3 separate regions of the Mus musculus genome follow, and all the other regions are linked to region 1. A link is a contact called in public Hi-C data. All regions are on one chromosome and are shown on one strand. The core of a region is the stretch at or near the end of the contact, and the rest is flanking DNA. Distances in the headings are between cores, read along the strand shown. Region 1 overlaps Auts2 (autism susceptibility candidate 2). Region 2 overlaps Auts2 (autism susceptibility candidate 2). Region 3 overlaps Auts2 (autism susceptibility candidate 2).

The links. Hi-C and Micro-C count contacts between places; a contact is called where the count stands out from the background.
Region 2: a contact with region 1 is called in a Hi-C map of the N1E-115 cell line, with 2.0 times the contacts expected there. The contact joins two enhancer-like sites. A contact is called at or near these places in 1 of 484 Hi-C or Micro-C datasets (the N1E-115 cell line), 4 of 115 datasets of contacts at active chromatin or transcription factors (embryonic basal ganglia, embryonic forebrain, embryonic stem cells and 1 more) and 1 of 9 other capture datasets (embryonic tail).
Region 3: a Hi-C map of the N1E-115 cell line shows a contact between it and region 1, with 4 times the contacts expected there. The contact joins two enhancer-like sites. A contact is called at or near these places in 3 of 484 Hi-C or Micro-C datasets (the N1E-115 cell line, nephron progenitors and uterus) and 2 of 115 datasets of contacts at active chromatin or transcription factors (embryonic basal ganglia and embryonic stem cells).

What each region holds. Positions count from the first base shown.
Region 1 is chr5:131,556,222-131,561,382 of GRCm38.p6, reverse strand. All of the region lies in intron 5 of Auts2 (autism susceptibility candidate 2), which reads left to right. Among named protein-coding and RNA genes, the nearest start is that of Gm29681, 140 kb to the right of the region's middle. Within about 2 kb of position 3,167, at least 39 of the 459 cell types and tissues checked have an H3K27ac peak or open chromatin away from gene starts, as enhancers often do. A contact at or near this core is called in the N1E-115 cell line, where this site is marked.
Region 2 is chr5:132,029,038-132,034,198 of GRCm38.p6, reverse strand. It overlaps Auts2 (autism susceptibility candidate 2), which reads left to right. Exons shown (of 20, transcript NM_001363480.1): 4 at 3,174-3,209. Among named protein-coding and RNA genes, the nearest start is that of 4930563F08Rik, 150 kb to the right of the region's middle. Within about 2 kb of position 3,043, at least 7 of the 459 cell types and tissues checked have an H3K27ac peak or open chromatin away from gene starts, as enhancers often do. A contact at or near this core is called in the N1E-115 cell line, where this site is marked.
Region 3 is chr5:131,915,063-131,920,223 of GRCm38.p6, reverse strand. All of the region lies in intron 4 of Auts2 (autism susceptibility candidate 2), which reads left to right. Among named protein-coding and RNA genes, the nearest start is that of 4930563F08Rik, 37 kb to the right of the region's middle. Within about 2 kb of position 3,048, at least 11 of the 459 cell types and tissues checked have an H3K27ac peak or open chromatin away from gene starts, as enhancers often do. A contact at or near this core is called in the N1E-115 cell line, where this site is marked.

The sequences.
Region 1 (5,161 bases), core at 1,918-4,417:
GTGGGAGATCACTTGTTGGCTCGCTGTCAGATATTCTCTCTCAACTTTGGCTTGGGGCTGTAGTTCAGCCGCAGAGTGTTTGCTTAGCATACATCCACCCCCAAGCACTGTCTAAGTTGGGTGGGGTTTGTGCACACCTGTGATGCCAGCCAGCACTCGGGATGTAGAGAGGCAGGAGGTTCCATCATTCTGGTTCATCCTCAGATACATACAGAGTTTGAGCAGCTTGGGCTCAAAAAAATTTTTTTCTTTTAATTAATTTATTTTATTGCTAAAACTGGAATCAGTTTTCCAATTTAAAGTGAAATTCCACTGAATTAACACAGATGGCTGAATCTGCTAATGAGGACACCTGTTTATGACACCTCTGGGCTCCTGCTCACATGCAGGGTTCTGTCTGAATCACAGGCACAGTTGTAAGCCTGGAAGACAGTGCAGATCTGCTCCTACTTTCTTCTTACACACTTGCCTCTGAACCTGCTACACTGGCTGGGAATTGGCACATTCAGCTTTTCTGCCCCCTCTTGGTTGGCTGGGCTGTAGCTCCCAATTATCTATGTGCACTCAGGTCCCCAAGAGATTCCTGCTAATATGAAGAGTCTAACTGAAAAGGCTCACAGTGGAGCTTGAGACCGTGTCTGTCTATACATAGCATATGAGTTTTGTGTATATGTATATATACACACACACATATATATACATATATAAATAAAATGTAATATATACATACATACATGTATACATAAAATGTAATATACACATATACACATACACATATACATATGTGTATATATATAAAAATGTAATATGTGCATATATATACATATGTACATATATACATAAAATGTAATATGTGCATATATACATATGTATATATAATGTAATATATATGCATGCATATATACACATGTATGTGCATAAAATGTAATATATTATATATATGTACACAGATATAATACACACTACACATGCATATGTGTGTGTGCATACAGGTTAGAAGACAGTCTTGGGCTCTGTTCTTCATATGCCATCCACCTTGGTTTTCCTTCATTTTTACTCAGTTCATATTGCTAGTGTGTGGATGCACATGCCTGCCCCTGCACTCCTATGGGGGTCAGAGGACAACTTTAGGGAGCTGGTTCTGTCCTTCCATCCTGTATTCCGTGGTTAGAACTCAGGTCACCAAGCAAAATGTGGCATGCACTTATGCTCCCAGTTCTTGCTGGCCCTGCTACCCAGGGTCTCTAAGTGGCCTAGAGCTCACTAAATAGGTTAAGCCAGCAAGCCATCCCCACTTCCTAGCACCAGGATTACAAACATATATTACCGTATCTGGCATTTTTTTGTGTGTGTGACTGCTGGGAACCAAACTCAGGTCCTGTATTTGCAATTACAGGTTGATCTATCTTCCCAAACCAACTCTGTACTTGTTTTTTTTTTTTTTTTTTTTTTTTTTTTTTGGGTTTTCGAGACAGGGTTTCTCTGTGTAGCCCTGGCTGTCCTGGCACTCACTTTGTAGACCAGGCTGGCCTCGAACTCAGAAATTCGCCTGCCTTTGCCTCCCGAGTGCTAGGATTAAAGGCGCGTGCCACCACGCCCGGCTCTGTACTTGTTTTAAACATTTTTCTTAATAATTATTTATTTCGGGGAGAGGGGGAAGCACACAAGTCACAAGGTACAAGTGGAGGTCTAAGGACAACTTGTGGTGGTTGAGAGCACTGGCTACTCTTTAAATATTTATTTATTTATTTATTTATTTATTTTATGTATATGAATACATTGTAGCTGTACAGATGGTTGTGAGCCTTCATGTGGTTGCTTGGAATTGAATTTTAGGACCTCTGCTCGTTCCGGTTGGCCCTGCTTGCTCTGGCCCAAAGATTTATTTTTCATTATTATACATAAATACACTGTAGCTGTCTTCAGATGCACCAGAAGAGGGTGATCAGATCTCATTACGGGTGTTGTGAGCCACCATGTGGTTGCTGGGATTCGAACTCAGGACCTTTGGGAGAGCAGACGGTGCTCTTACCCGCTGAGCCATCTCGCCAGCCCGGCTACTCTTTCAGAGGGCCTAGGTTCAGTTCCCAGCGCCTACATGGCAAACTACAAGCATCGCTTAATGGCTGTCCCAAATCCTTTTATGGGCATTGTGTTCCCATGGTACACAGACATACATATAAATACAGGCAAAACACACATGGAGTAAAAAAAAAAATTTTTTTTAAAAGAACAAACAACCTGTGGAAGTAATTTCTCTCCTTGCCCCTGTTGGTCCCAGGGATCAAACTCAGGTTATCAGACTTGGCAGCAAGCACCTTTCTGTGTTGAGCCATCTCACCTGCCCCCAGCTCTGTGCTCGGAACACACTTCCAGGCAAGACAGCAGCTGCTGGTCTGTCGACTGGCCAGATTATGTAGACCTGCTCATCAGTTTTCAGCTGTTGAATTCAGATCATCAGATGCGTGGTGCCTGCAGAATGCCGGGTCCCCAGGGGTGAAGCCATTGAGATTATACAGATAGCCAAGATGCCTGCCCAATGAATCGACTCCAGAAATGTCTGAGAACACATTATCTTTCCCAGGCAGGTCCTCCCAGACCTCATTTGTAATGTGTGATTGAGGACATCTCTCCCTGATGTTATCTAGGGACTTAAAGCAGACCTCCTCAGCTGTCCCCAGCTGGCCCTGTGCACCCCAGCCGGGGCACTATAAGTTTATCAGGTTAGCCAGATGACAGGACAAATATAATTTCTGGGCCACAAGGCCAGTCTGGGTGAACGCATGACATAAGGTTGTTAAAAAAAGGAGGAGGTTGAAAATAGACTCCACTCTGGTCAGATGGTGCCAGGGACTGGCCCAACTAGTGGAATGCCCCAGCCCTGGAGGACTGAGACAGTGAGGCCCACGTCCCTGGAGAGGGTCCTGCTAAAGCCAGCTTCCTTGAGAAACCAATTTGGCAGCAACTCTGGTAAACCTCTTGCGGCCAAAGGGAGGAGAAAAAAGGGCTTTAGTGCAGATACAAGGATATTCAGATGCAGGCTGGCTCCTCATCATGTCTTCTCATCAGTGTAATGATTTTGAAAATTCCAGCAATGTATTCATGCCCCTGCATGACTTTGAGAAATGCTCCTGTCTCACCAACGCCACGGGCAAACCACGCTTGAATGCTGTCAGGAGCCAGGCTCGCTGGCTGGGAGGGTGAGGACGGCCTGGATTCCTGAGTCAGGCTGCTAGCTAAGCCCGGCAGGGCCTGGAGGGTGGCAACCGTGTGGTTTGCAGGTTAGTTAATTACTGTGGTGTTTGTATGGGAAGATCCTTGGGTGTGTTTGTGGGAACAGAACCCTGATTTTAATTACATCCCTTCTGGTTCTTCAGATTGCGTGCTTCCCAAAGATCTTGTTTCTCTGGCTTTCACCTACTCTCTGATGTGCAGAGGGTTCAACCGGCAAAACAAAACAAAACAGCCAAGCCCAGACTGTGTTTGCACTAAGGATCAGGATTTTTAGAGCTGGAAGGGATGTAGATGTAGCTAGCCCAGCCCCTTCCGCTTATATAATAGGAGGTTTGGAGAGATTAAAGCGACCCATCCAAGGTCACACAGTTTGGAATTGAAACTCAGGTTTCAGGGCTGGGATGGGCCTCAGTTGGTACAGTGCTAGCCTAGCACACAGGAAGCTCTGGATTCCGCCCGCAGCACAGCATAAACCAATCATGGCATGCCTTCACAGCACTAGAAAGTGGAAACAGGAGGCTCAGGAGTTCAAGGTCATCTTGGGCGATATGGAAAATTTGAGAATAATTTGGCTTACATAAAGTCTTATCTAAAAAAATAAAAATAGAAGAGGTTGGGATGGTCGTGGTAGTGCTTACCATTAACACCAATACTTAGGAGGCAGAGGCAGGCTGATCTCTGTGAGTTCAAGGCCAGGCCAGCCAAAGATACACAGTGAGACCCCATTTTCTAGCAAAGAGGGTAGCATGTCGGAGAGATGGTTTAGTTGCTAATGTGCTTGTCTTGCAGATGTGAAGACCCCTGTTCAACCCACAGAACCCATATTTTAAAAGCCCAGAGAGATGGTGTTGTGTGACAAAACTTTTAGTGGGGAGATGCAACACACGTATCTTACCTTACTTAACCCTAGATGGGGGGGCACGGGGGATCCTGCACAGTGCACAGCCTGCAGTCAGCTCAACAGCTTAGATAGTGTCCTTTCCAAGTGCCTCATTGGGTCTAAACCTCTGCCTGACAGCAATGACTGGTTTCTGCTTTGTCCAGGCAGGTGCTGTGACTCGCTGTCTTTTGCAGCTTTTCTCTGCTGAAAGTCCTGTTTGCAGCTCAGCATCCTTTATTTCTGAAGACTCTCAGCTTTTATTACTTACTTTGGCAGGGCGGGGCCTAGGAAAACTGCTCAGTTTCAGGGACTTCCGAAGCTATTTCTGAGCTGTTTACCCTTCTGCTTAAAGAGCTTTTGTTCCAGGATGGAAAGAAACCGTTAGACAACCGTTGGAAAGCAGAAACAGCTTAACAGTCCTTGCTCTGCTCTCACTTGTAGCTTGATGGGCAAGCTCCAGGTTCAGTGAGAGATCCTGTCACCAAAAAAAAAAAAAAAAAAAAAAAAAACAGGGTGGCAGCACCCAAGGAATTATATTTAAGGTTATCCTCTGGTCACTATTCAGGTGAATATGAAAGTGCACACACACTATCTTACATGCAATCATGCACATAAGCATGTATATGTATGCTTACACACTCCAAACAAACAAACAAAACCACCTCTCAGGTCTTCTAAATCTGTCTCATATGGGATTCTGTCAACAGAGAATATCTTTTTTTCATGTTAGAGTTTTTTTTAATTTTTTAATTTTTTTTATATAGATGAAAGAGTTTCTTGTCTATGCTCTGAGTGTGGAAACTGTTATGTGAATAGCCATAATTTCAGTACTTCCTGTGTGTCCTTTCCATGGGCTTTCTTTGGTGCAAGAGCACTACAGATGTTTCAGGATAGTCCAGAGCAAGAGTGGACACAATTCACAGATTCAAATTGCTATACAATACAGCTTGTCCAGGATAACGAGGGATGTGATTTGTTCTAGCGAAGCAGCTAGGAGCACGGAACACTGGGAAATGTAGGGGCTGGGAATATGGCTCCATTGGTAAA
Region 2 (5,161 bases), core at 1,794-4,293, 470 kb before region 1:
TGGGTGATAAGGCAGGGTGCTTAAATGCTTTGTTGCATTGTGTTAATTCCTCAGCAGTGCAATCAAATTCATGTCGTAATTAAAGCTGTCAGTTGGAAGGCAAGCCAATCGCTGCAAAAGCACAGCATAACAAATGAACTGAAATGATTCCGCGTGTAGCTATACAATGCTTCACCAGGCATGAAATTAAATAAGTAATTTGATGTTGACATCAGAAATTGAAATGATACCCACTGTTCCCTCATTCAGTCAGACCTGCATAAACAATGGCCAGAGCAAACATGCACAACAAAGCCCTCCTCTCCACCCGCTCCCCAAGTAATGCACAATATATATGCAAAATGAGCATATCAGCGCTTGCTTAGACCTCAAGGATGTAATTTGCTTTGGTATACAATACGATGATAGGCGCGGAGCGGGTGGGAAGCTGGGTTTGGAGTGATCCTTCTCCTTCTGGGATGAAACATTCTCAGCAAGCAGGGTGAATGAAATGAACAAATCCCCCTGCTTCTCTGTCATTCATCCTAAAATGAGTTCGTTTCCTAGACGCAGGACTCCAGGCTGGTAGAAAGCTAACTTGTCTTCCACCTTTGCCTGCTGTAACAAGGGCTGGGGTTGCAGAAAATAGGTGGCATTTGTCACATGGTCAGCCTCTGCTGTAAGCAGTCTCCATGACTACGGTGGATGGATGGAAAGCTCTCTTTCTCCCTTTCCTTGCTTACGGAATCAAGAACACATAAGGGTTTTTGTTGTTTATCGGTTGTTTTGTTTTGTGGTGTGTGTGTGTGTGTGTGGGTGGGAGAGAGAGGGGGGGTGTATACAGGTACATAAGAACATCAGAAAGTGTATTGGATCCTCTGGAGCTTGAGTTACAGGTGGTTTTTGAACCACGTGATGTGGGAGGTAGGAACGGAACTCCGGTCCACAGAGCTATTGAGCCGTTTAGCGAGGTTTATTAAACATGTCACATACCCAACATAACTTACATCGTGCTTTATCCCTCTGAGCTTGTAGGAAACAGCAAGATGAGGAATTTTTTTTTTCTGTAGGAATGCTGTGAAGGGTGGTATTTTTGTTTGATGTGGAGATGGTCAGAAAGTTGTCTACTTTTCTCCTAGGTTTGAATGTGAAATGTCCCCCTTAGGCCCAGTGTTTGAACCATTGGTGTAAGTCTAGCAGTGCAGTTGTAGGCAATTGTGGAACCTTTAGAAGGTAGAGCCTTGCTGTTTGATAGGTTCCCTGTACTTCCTGTTTGATACCAATTACTGACTGCTCACACAGCGTGATTAGGACCTTCTGACATGCCATCCTCACTATGACAAACTTTATCCTCAAGCAGAGATCCAAAATAAGTCCTCCCTTCTTTAAGTTGATTTTCTTCAGGTGGCTGGTCACAATGATAAGAAGAGTAACACCTCAATTTACAGTCAGCAGAAATCATACCTGTTGTGGTTACGAAGATGTGAAATTCTCCTTAGCCTCTCCTCCCTCATACGATCCATGTATTTAGACATCACTTCAACCTGCATTTCTGCAGTGCATCTTGAGCGAAAGACATGATGAATAGGCACATGTTCCCCTCCTGCCTTTTGTCTAAAGAATAGCAGGTTGGCTATGTAAGTGGATGAGCTGATGTTAATAACTGTTGAATTAGGGTGGCAATCAGGCTTTTCTATGAAGATGTGGTCAGCCCTAATACAAAGCTGCTGAGCTAGAATTTAAAGACTGACTCTGCATCAGGTTATTTTCATTTCCAGCTTGTTCAGTGCCTTCCCCCCCACCCCCCACCCCCACCCCACCCCCCCCCCCCCCGCTCACAAAGAGGACGACAAAACGTTAAACAATTTCTTAGGACAAGTTTTAGAGAAAGCCTATAAACAAAACTGATCCAGGGCTAGGGCTGCAGCTTCATTGGTGGAATGTTTGCCCAGCATGTCTGAGGTGCTAGCAATGTTCAAACCAGGTGCTGTGGTACACTTCTGGTTTCCCAACACTCGGGAGAGGGATCCAAGAGGATCAAGGGAGTCTGAGGCTAGCCTAGACTACAGAGACCTTGTCCATAAACTAGGTAGAGTGTTGGGCAAATACTTTAGTTGGTTGAGTGGTTCCTAGCATTCAGAAAGCCCTTTATTCGATCACTACATAAAGGAGTGCAGTGGTGCATACCTCTGGAATTGGGGGAAAACAGATTTCATGAGAACCTGACTCAAATTGAGGGGGGGCGGTACTGGAGAGATGGGTGAGTTCTTACTCTTCCCCCAAGTTTGGTTCCCAGCATTTCCTCAGCACAATTGCCTTGAACCCACGTTCTAGAGGATCCATTACCCTGTGGCCTCCCTAGGGCACCTGTACACACATAGTACACATAAACTAACGTAGGCATGCATACATACATACATACATACATACATAGTAATAGAAAGATATACAGATGAATTTTGTATTCATACTTTGGCTTTTTTTCCCTCAGTACTTGATACCCTGAGTTCAGTTCAGAATTATTGATTTTCAGTTGGTTCACTGTGTGAGCGCTATGGCAGTCTGAATTGATATTATTGAGAGAAAAACTGCTTCCCTCCACCCACGGATTCTTTGCATTTTAGTCAACTAATTATGTTTACAAAATGTCTAATTTTTGCACAGTGCCAAGTGTGTGCTAAACCAAAGCCTTTGGGGAATAAACTAGCAAGTAGGTCATATACCAAAAAGTCATCCAAACCCATTGGGCTTTTTATTTTCAAGTCAGTCTGGGCTTTTTTTTCCTCTTGCCTGCCTCTCTGCGGCCACAAAACCAAATAGCTTGAGACCCGGGCCTTGAATGTCAGGAAATCGGGGAGGCAGGCTGCCACGTGCCTGTTTAGTCTCAGTGCAGGGCGAAATGCCATCATTAATTCATTACCCAGCTGCCTGTCAAATAAATTGGCAATTACGTCCACCGCAGAAGCTCAGAATCTAGTAAATAGCACGTTAGCATCTCTGAGTCGCTGAGAGATATAAAGGGAAAAATCAAGCAATACTGTGTGTGTATCAGCAGCAGACGACAAGGGGTCTCGGACTCGGGCATGTGATGTGTGATGAAAAACTCACAAAGGGTTGGTAATGAGCTGTGTGGATGGGAACATGCTAAAAATGGCCACTGACTTTTGTGCTCTGTCTCTGTGCTTCCTTTACAGAGTTCAGCTCCTTCCAGCTTGGGGACAGGCTACTTCGTAAGTCCATCTCCACTTCCACCTGCGCGCCTCCTCTTGCCATCAGTTCGCTCGTATAACAAACCCTCATTACAGTGTGAAAAAATGACACCCGAGGAATCCCTCTTGCCCCTAACGAGCTCACTGATTTCTGCCCTGTCGTTGAGGATTGTCTTATTTCTAAAGGGTTTAACCTGTTGGGCCTTAAGGATCAGGAGGCATCTGCCTCGGTGGGGAACTTAGCACGTTTAGGAGATAGGGGGGACACATGATTGCCCTTGCCAGCCCAATTCCATAATTGCTGGAAGTCAGATTACATATGGAATTATTTGATTTCTTCTAAGTACTCAAAAGAGCTTCAGTGTGCACAGTGACTTGCTTTTCTGTTTCTGTTATTTCACTGTGAGGGGAGATGGCATTCCAGTAGTGTTTTCCTTGTACTTGGTTGGTAGCTGTATCTGGCTTTTAAGCCAGCAATCACCACACTCCACAGTTTGGCAAATACAGATGCATTATATGTGTTCTGGTCCTTACACTTTGTTCTTAGGGGAGGGGAGGGGATGGACGAAATATACCTCTGGGATTATTACACTATCTTTCATTCAAGGACAGAGAGATGGTTGCTTCATTGCATTTTTTATAACAAAATTATCCTTTGTGGGTTTAGTATTCCTTCTCATGGTATAAATGAGGAAGAATTACAAACCACAACTATTTACACAAGATGGCATAGCACTGTGTATTTTAGTACTTACAGGCACTTGATTGTGTTCTGAAGTAACGCTTGATACTATAATACGCAAGATAGAACACATGCTACCAACCATAGCCAATAAACACCCATTCAGTTCAGCTGCTCTTAACGTTGTCCTCTTAACATGGCCAATCAGTCTTCTTGTGACTCGTTTCTCTGACTGCATTTCTGGTTGAATTATGAAAATCAGCATCGTTTCAGTGAATATCAAGTCTTTCCTAAATTTGGCCCAAAAGGCACCCTCACCTGGTCCCACTAACTTCGTCTTGAACTATAATCCAAGGAGAATGCTAAGGATTCCTCTGGCCCTGCATCATACAGTTAGCACACTGATGGTGGTTCTGCGCAGCGGGCCTGAATATTCATGCTTACAGAAGAAGCAGGATACGCTCCGTGTCTTGCTTTAGCAGTTGAAAGAACAGACGTCGTCCCATCTGCCATCTCTTCACACCAGGCTGGGTGTGGGTTGCGATGCTGGAAGTAAGATCTGCAGGCTGCGGTGCCTGCCCTCCATGCTCTCTATCCTCACCCCACCTCCCTTTCAGAAATAGAGCCGAAGCCACCACCTTCACCACGTTCAGTTACAGCCTGAACATTCTACTGTCATTTATGTTGTCAGTGTGATCACCCTGAAAGAAGGGTGTCACTTCAGGAATCAGAATCCACATTTTGTTTTGCTTTTTACCTCCTTAGTTCTTGGAATGCTTTTATTACTTAATGACATATTTGATAACTAGCGAATCCTTGATTAGGATTTGGAAGGGTTTTTTGTTTTTGGGTTTTTTTTTTTGTTTTTTGTTTTTTGTTTTTTTGTTTGTTTGTTTTTTTGTGCTGGGTCAACTTTGCTTCGCTTATAAAACTTACTCATTTTGTAAAAGTTGCCTTGGTAAAATCAACTTACTTTGCTTATCTCAAGAGCTGTCGTGTTATTAGCGTACATGGAGAAGATGAGTACCAGATGTCTGTCCCGCTCTCAGCTATGATAAAAATGCCCCTCTGCGGAATGTGTTTCCAATCCCACATTGTTCCGTTATCACCCTGCAAAATCCTTAGTGGAGTTGCCAAGCCCTCATCAAAGCCGGGCTCTGTTTCCAGTGTCAGTCCAACGGCATCACGTGTAGTACTCGATTTCAGGGACTGACTTCCACGTTGGCGAGTCTCTTGCTTTTAAATGGAAGTAATGTATTTACAGTTTCTGTGATTGGCCCCTCTTCCCCAA
Region 3 (5,161 bases), core at 1,799-4,298, 360 kb before region 1:
TAAACCCAGACTTATTGCCTTGGTTATCTTTAATGACTTTGAAATGTATTGGCCTCATTATGGAACAGTGCAGTTATCAATTCCTCTAATTAGGTGATGCACTCCCATAAGAAATTTAGCATTAAAGCACAGAAGAGAACTGGTTAGAGGCATCCATTGCCAGCATCCCTTGTCTCCATGATGAAGTGAGGCCGCTGCCTCTGTATCAGCTCCCCTGCCTTCAGCCTCAAGCTCCTCCGAGAAGACTAGAAGGCACACCAGCAGGGGGTTTGATCGGGTTTTTGTTTTGTTTTGTTGTTTTTGGTCTTTTGTTGTTTTTTTTTTGTTTGTTTTTTTTTTTTTGTCTTTTTCCTATATTATTTAATCTGGTCAATAGCACTTCCAATAACATTTCTATGACATTTGAGAAAATCTTGATAATAAACCCAATGCCCTAGCAATAAATGGCCTGAGAACTCAAGGCCTGTTGGACATGAGCAGTTTCTGCTAATAGGCTATATGTTCCCACCCCTTCCTTTCTTTGAATCTAACTCATAGCTTTTGACTTGAGGGGATTGAACCTGAGATCTGTCAAGTGCTAACCACTGTGTGATGAAACAGCTCCAGCCTCTCACCAGGAGATCGTAGGCTGACACGTACACTACTGAGGTATACCCTCGGCCCCTCTTTGGCTATTCCAAACATGTGTACAGCTGAGCTACATCCCCAGCTTTCCTGTCTACTTCCCATTTTGATGCAGTTTTTCACTGCATTGCCTAGGCAATGTCTCTGTATCTCTTTCTGTCTCTCTTTGAACTTTGCATTTTCCTGCTTAAGCCTGTTGTTGAGCAGCTAATGGCAAGCTTCCACCACCACATGTACGTTTTTTTACCCCCCCCCCCCACGAAGTCAGGACTTTACGATCATTACCACTGGGCTACCTTTGTAGCCCATCACTGTTTCTCCTGAGCTACTGAAGTTTCTGGGTTGGTTTTCCTATGTGACTCTAAATTTATTTCTGTAAGTAAACTTGGCAACAAAGACCCTTTAAAGAATAGATTTTCCTGTCTGTCTGTCTGTCTGTCTGTCTGTCTGTCTGTCTGTCTGTCTCTGTGTCTGTCTCTCTGTATCTGTCTCTCTGTTTCTCTCTCCCTCTCTCTCTCTCTCTGTCTCTCTCTCTCTCTCTCTCTCTCTCTCTCTCTCTGTGTGTGTGTGTGTGTGTGTGTGTGTGTGTGTCTTTTGTGCCACATGTCCAGCCAGAGGTCAATGTTAGCTGGCCTGGATGGGCTCTCTCACTGAACCTGAAGCTCACTGGTTATCTGGAGTGACGAGTAATTCGGCTTCTCCCCATCCTGACCCTACTGTCATTACCATTTATTCCCAAATATATACTATAATTTACTTGTCAGCCCTATATAATAATATATAAACTCCACAATGTATTTGTAAAAAGACACAGAAGCACATCAGGTTGTTCTCTGTCCTCGCCTCTTCCTAATCATGATGGTTCTTTGAAATACCTTCTTTAAGCTAGCTTGGTTATCATGAATGTAACCAATGTCTGCTATGTTGGTCTAATGCTCCAGAAAAATGAGTATGGCAGACTTCTCCCCAGGAACACTTAAACTAGGCATTGACTTCTTCACAGAGGATATGCAATTGGTTTTAGCTTTTAAAGGGTGAGTAAGAGGACCCTAGAAGGACTGAGCAGAACTCTCAAGACTAAGACTACAGCATGGGGAACTTGGAGTGGTCTCGTTCACCAGTCTCAAGGAACAGCCAGTTGTAAGTCAGTAGTCTGCGTTTCAAAATGATGGGATGAGATTAGCAGTGGCTTGATGAGAAGACCTTTATCAGAGACCCTAGGGGGTTAAGACAGTTCCACTTGGGCAGCCTGGACCCTCTGAAGGAGCTACAGCTGGAAGGTGCTCTGGGGTGATTGGCCCTTCTCCTGTGGGGAAGGATTTCTTGGAAAAGGGATGGAGAATTGAGTCAGGGGGTGTGTCAAGTAACATTTCAAGAGCCGCCTAACTTCTTCTGCCCCTCAGACTACTTACTAACTAGCAGGCATCCAGATGAGCCATGCTTCTGAGAGGCAGGCCTTTGAGCCAACATCCCAACGATTCTTTGAGTTAATGAGAGGGTGCGTGGAGGGAGGGCGAGCATCCTTACCCTGCTCATCTTTTTAAAGAATTGTGTTGGGCTCTAGTGCAGACACAGGCCCTTCAGCACCCTTTCCCTGAGTGCTGGACAGGCAGCTGCTTGCAGATGAGAGATGAGAAGGACTCTTCCTTGGGCAGGGAGAAGGCAGCGGGACCCTCATGCCAGTTGCTGTTCCCAAACGTAGCCTCTCCTGAGAAGTGCCCTTAGCCTCCTTGTGTCTTCTCTCTTGCCTGGCTTACCTCCAAGCAGTCAAGCTCTGAGGCATTGTGGGCCTTTCCTTTTTTCCTGTCATTTACTTGAAGATTCGGATTTGCTTTGAGAGCTTTAAGAATTACAACATGGCAGGAAAAAGAAAAAGAAAAAGAAAAAGAAAAAGAAGAAGAAGAATAAAGAGAACCTCGTGCATTTGTCTTTGGAAACAGTCCACTTTAATTGCACCTTCCCTTTTGTCCTCCCTACCCCCAAGCCTTACAAGTTTTTGATGTCTATTCATTATTACAGGGACTTGTAGAAAAGGCAGAATCTATCTCCCTTATCAGCAGCCATACCTTTTCCCCCTCCTCCCCTTTACATTCTCTCCTTATCACTTGCAATTGGTTATTTCTGGGGTATTATTACTGTAGTTACCTCAAGGAAATTGATTAAAAAAATACCATGACAATTTCAAACAACAGAATTATTGTAGTGTTTTTTTTTTAAACATTGCTCTGCATCAGTACAGGATTTGTTATTCGTCCCTGGTTATTGTAGAAATACTCATTAAAAGCATTTCCCTCCAGAGCTGAATCGTGCCTTTCCCATCAGCCACTGTTTCTTTGAATGGGCTTGCCCTGGTCTTTCATCAGAGAAACACATCACCCATTTCCCGTCTTAAAAAACAGCAATTATGTGGAAATACCTCCTGATTTATTCGAGCCAGGGCCACTGGCCAGTGTGAGTCAGTACAATTTATTGCCAACTGTCACTTTTACATGATAGGTCTGTAACAAATACCTGCCGCATATTGTTAAATTAATCTTCCATTTAAAATTAATGGAGTTAGACTCCCCAGGTTCAATGTAATTTCGTGTTCACGGGCAGGGAAGGACTCACACTGCATACAGAATGAGATGAGGCCCAACGCCCTAATCTTTCATCACCTTGAACTCGAAGACTAGGACATGTCTCAGCATCGACTAATGAGATGGAGACCGAGTCTCTCCTGAGGACGCTGGCTCAAAGAGGCTTTTCTGCCCAGAAATAGCAGGCTCCATCTTATTTTAATAATTCCTCAGATATGACAAGTCTGATGTTGTGTGTGAAAGAGCCAGGCTTGGAAAAGAAATAAAATGAATTTTATATCATTACTTCAAAGCTGAAGTCAGAGGAAGTATGTTGCAATAATAATAATAATAATAATAATAATAACAACAACAATAATAATACAGGATGTGTTTTAGTTATAAAATACAGTAAGGAGGTGTCTCATTTTCATTCATTGGAAGGCACAGTCACCTTAGATTTTTCTACTGTATTCTTGCACCCATTCATACATTAATCAAAATAATGTGAATGAAAACAGGAACGTGTTCAATAAACATGTAGATGAATATATCAGACAGAAGGTGTCACTCTTGATGGGCTGTGTCACAAAGAACCCCTGAAAGGCTCATTGCTCTTTTTTGTGATTTTGTTTTTCCTGAGACAGGGTTTGTTTTTCTTCTATGTAACAGCCCTGGTTGTCCTAGAACTCGCTTTGTAGACCAGGCTGGCCTCAAACTCACTGACACTCTGATTGTTGTCTGCTGGGATTAAAGACGTGGCATCTTTGGAGAAGATCTCTCTCCCCAGTTACTCAGAGTGACAACTGTTTTCTGTAGAATAAATGGCTAACGCAGATGATGCCAAACTGGGTTCTGTGTGAGTGTGTGGTGTATGTACTCACTCACAGATACGCACGTGTGTGTGTGTGTGTATGCAGGTGTCTACACTCGTGTAAACCTATTTTCATGCATGTGTGTATAGTATACACACATAGGGACCAGAGGATAAACCCTAGTGCTGTTCCTCAGGCATCACCATCCTTGGTTTTATTTTTGAGTCAGGGTTTCTCCACAGCTAGAACTCCAGTAGTAGGCTGGGTGACAGGTAGCCAGTCCCCGCTGCGCCTTCCTAGTGCTGGAGTTATAAGCACCTGCCACCACATCCTGCCTTTCCCCCTCCCCCACCCCCACCCCCTCCACATGGATTCTAGGAATCAAACTGAGATTCTCATGCTTGGGAGGAAAGTAACTGAGCCATCTCCATAGCTCACCTTTAATTTCTTAATCATTTAAGCAAACTGAGTGGCTTTTATGTCTCATGGAGAAGCGCTAACAGTGGGTCTCTGCTTTTACACATGGTTGTAGCCCTGGCAGCCTAAGGTGTCTGTTCCTGAATTCTTAGGGAATATGGAACACCAGGGACCATTGGATCTTTTCTTCAGTCTAAAATGGATGCTAGGGAATATTCAAAGTAGATTCTTTTAAAGACAAGCAGTAAAGGCAGTGGAAGGGCACGGTGAGGTAAGCCCTCCGCCTCTGTTGCTTTCTCTGAGTTGAGGTCTGCTTTGTATTACTTCTGATTGTCTCAGACAGGACTTCTGAGTGTGGACAGGGCGTGAGAGATCTGACTGATAATGATGCCACATGTGATCAGTTCTAAAGGATGGATGTCTGTGATGGTTGAATAACAATGCAAAAAACACTTAAAGCCATTGATTGTGTACTTAAGTGTGGTTAGTGTGATAAAATGATATGTAAGTTTTACCACACCCAAGCACACATACACACACACAGGTACATAGGCAGATACATATTCATACATGTGTACACAGATGCACACATATGCACATGCCACCCATCTACACATACATGCACATATACCTGCATACATATATGTATCATAGATATATATACAGTTAAACAAACCACAGAAATATATACATACATACACACAGAGACACAAACACACAACCCACATACACATTCCTTTGTACATG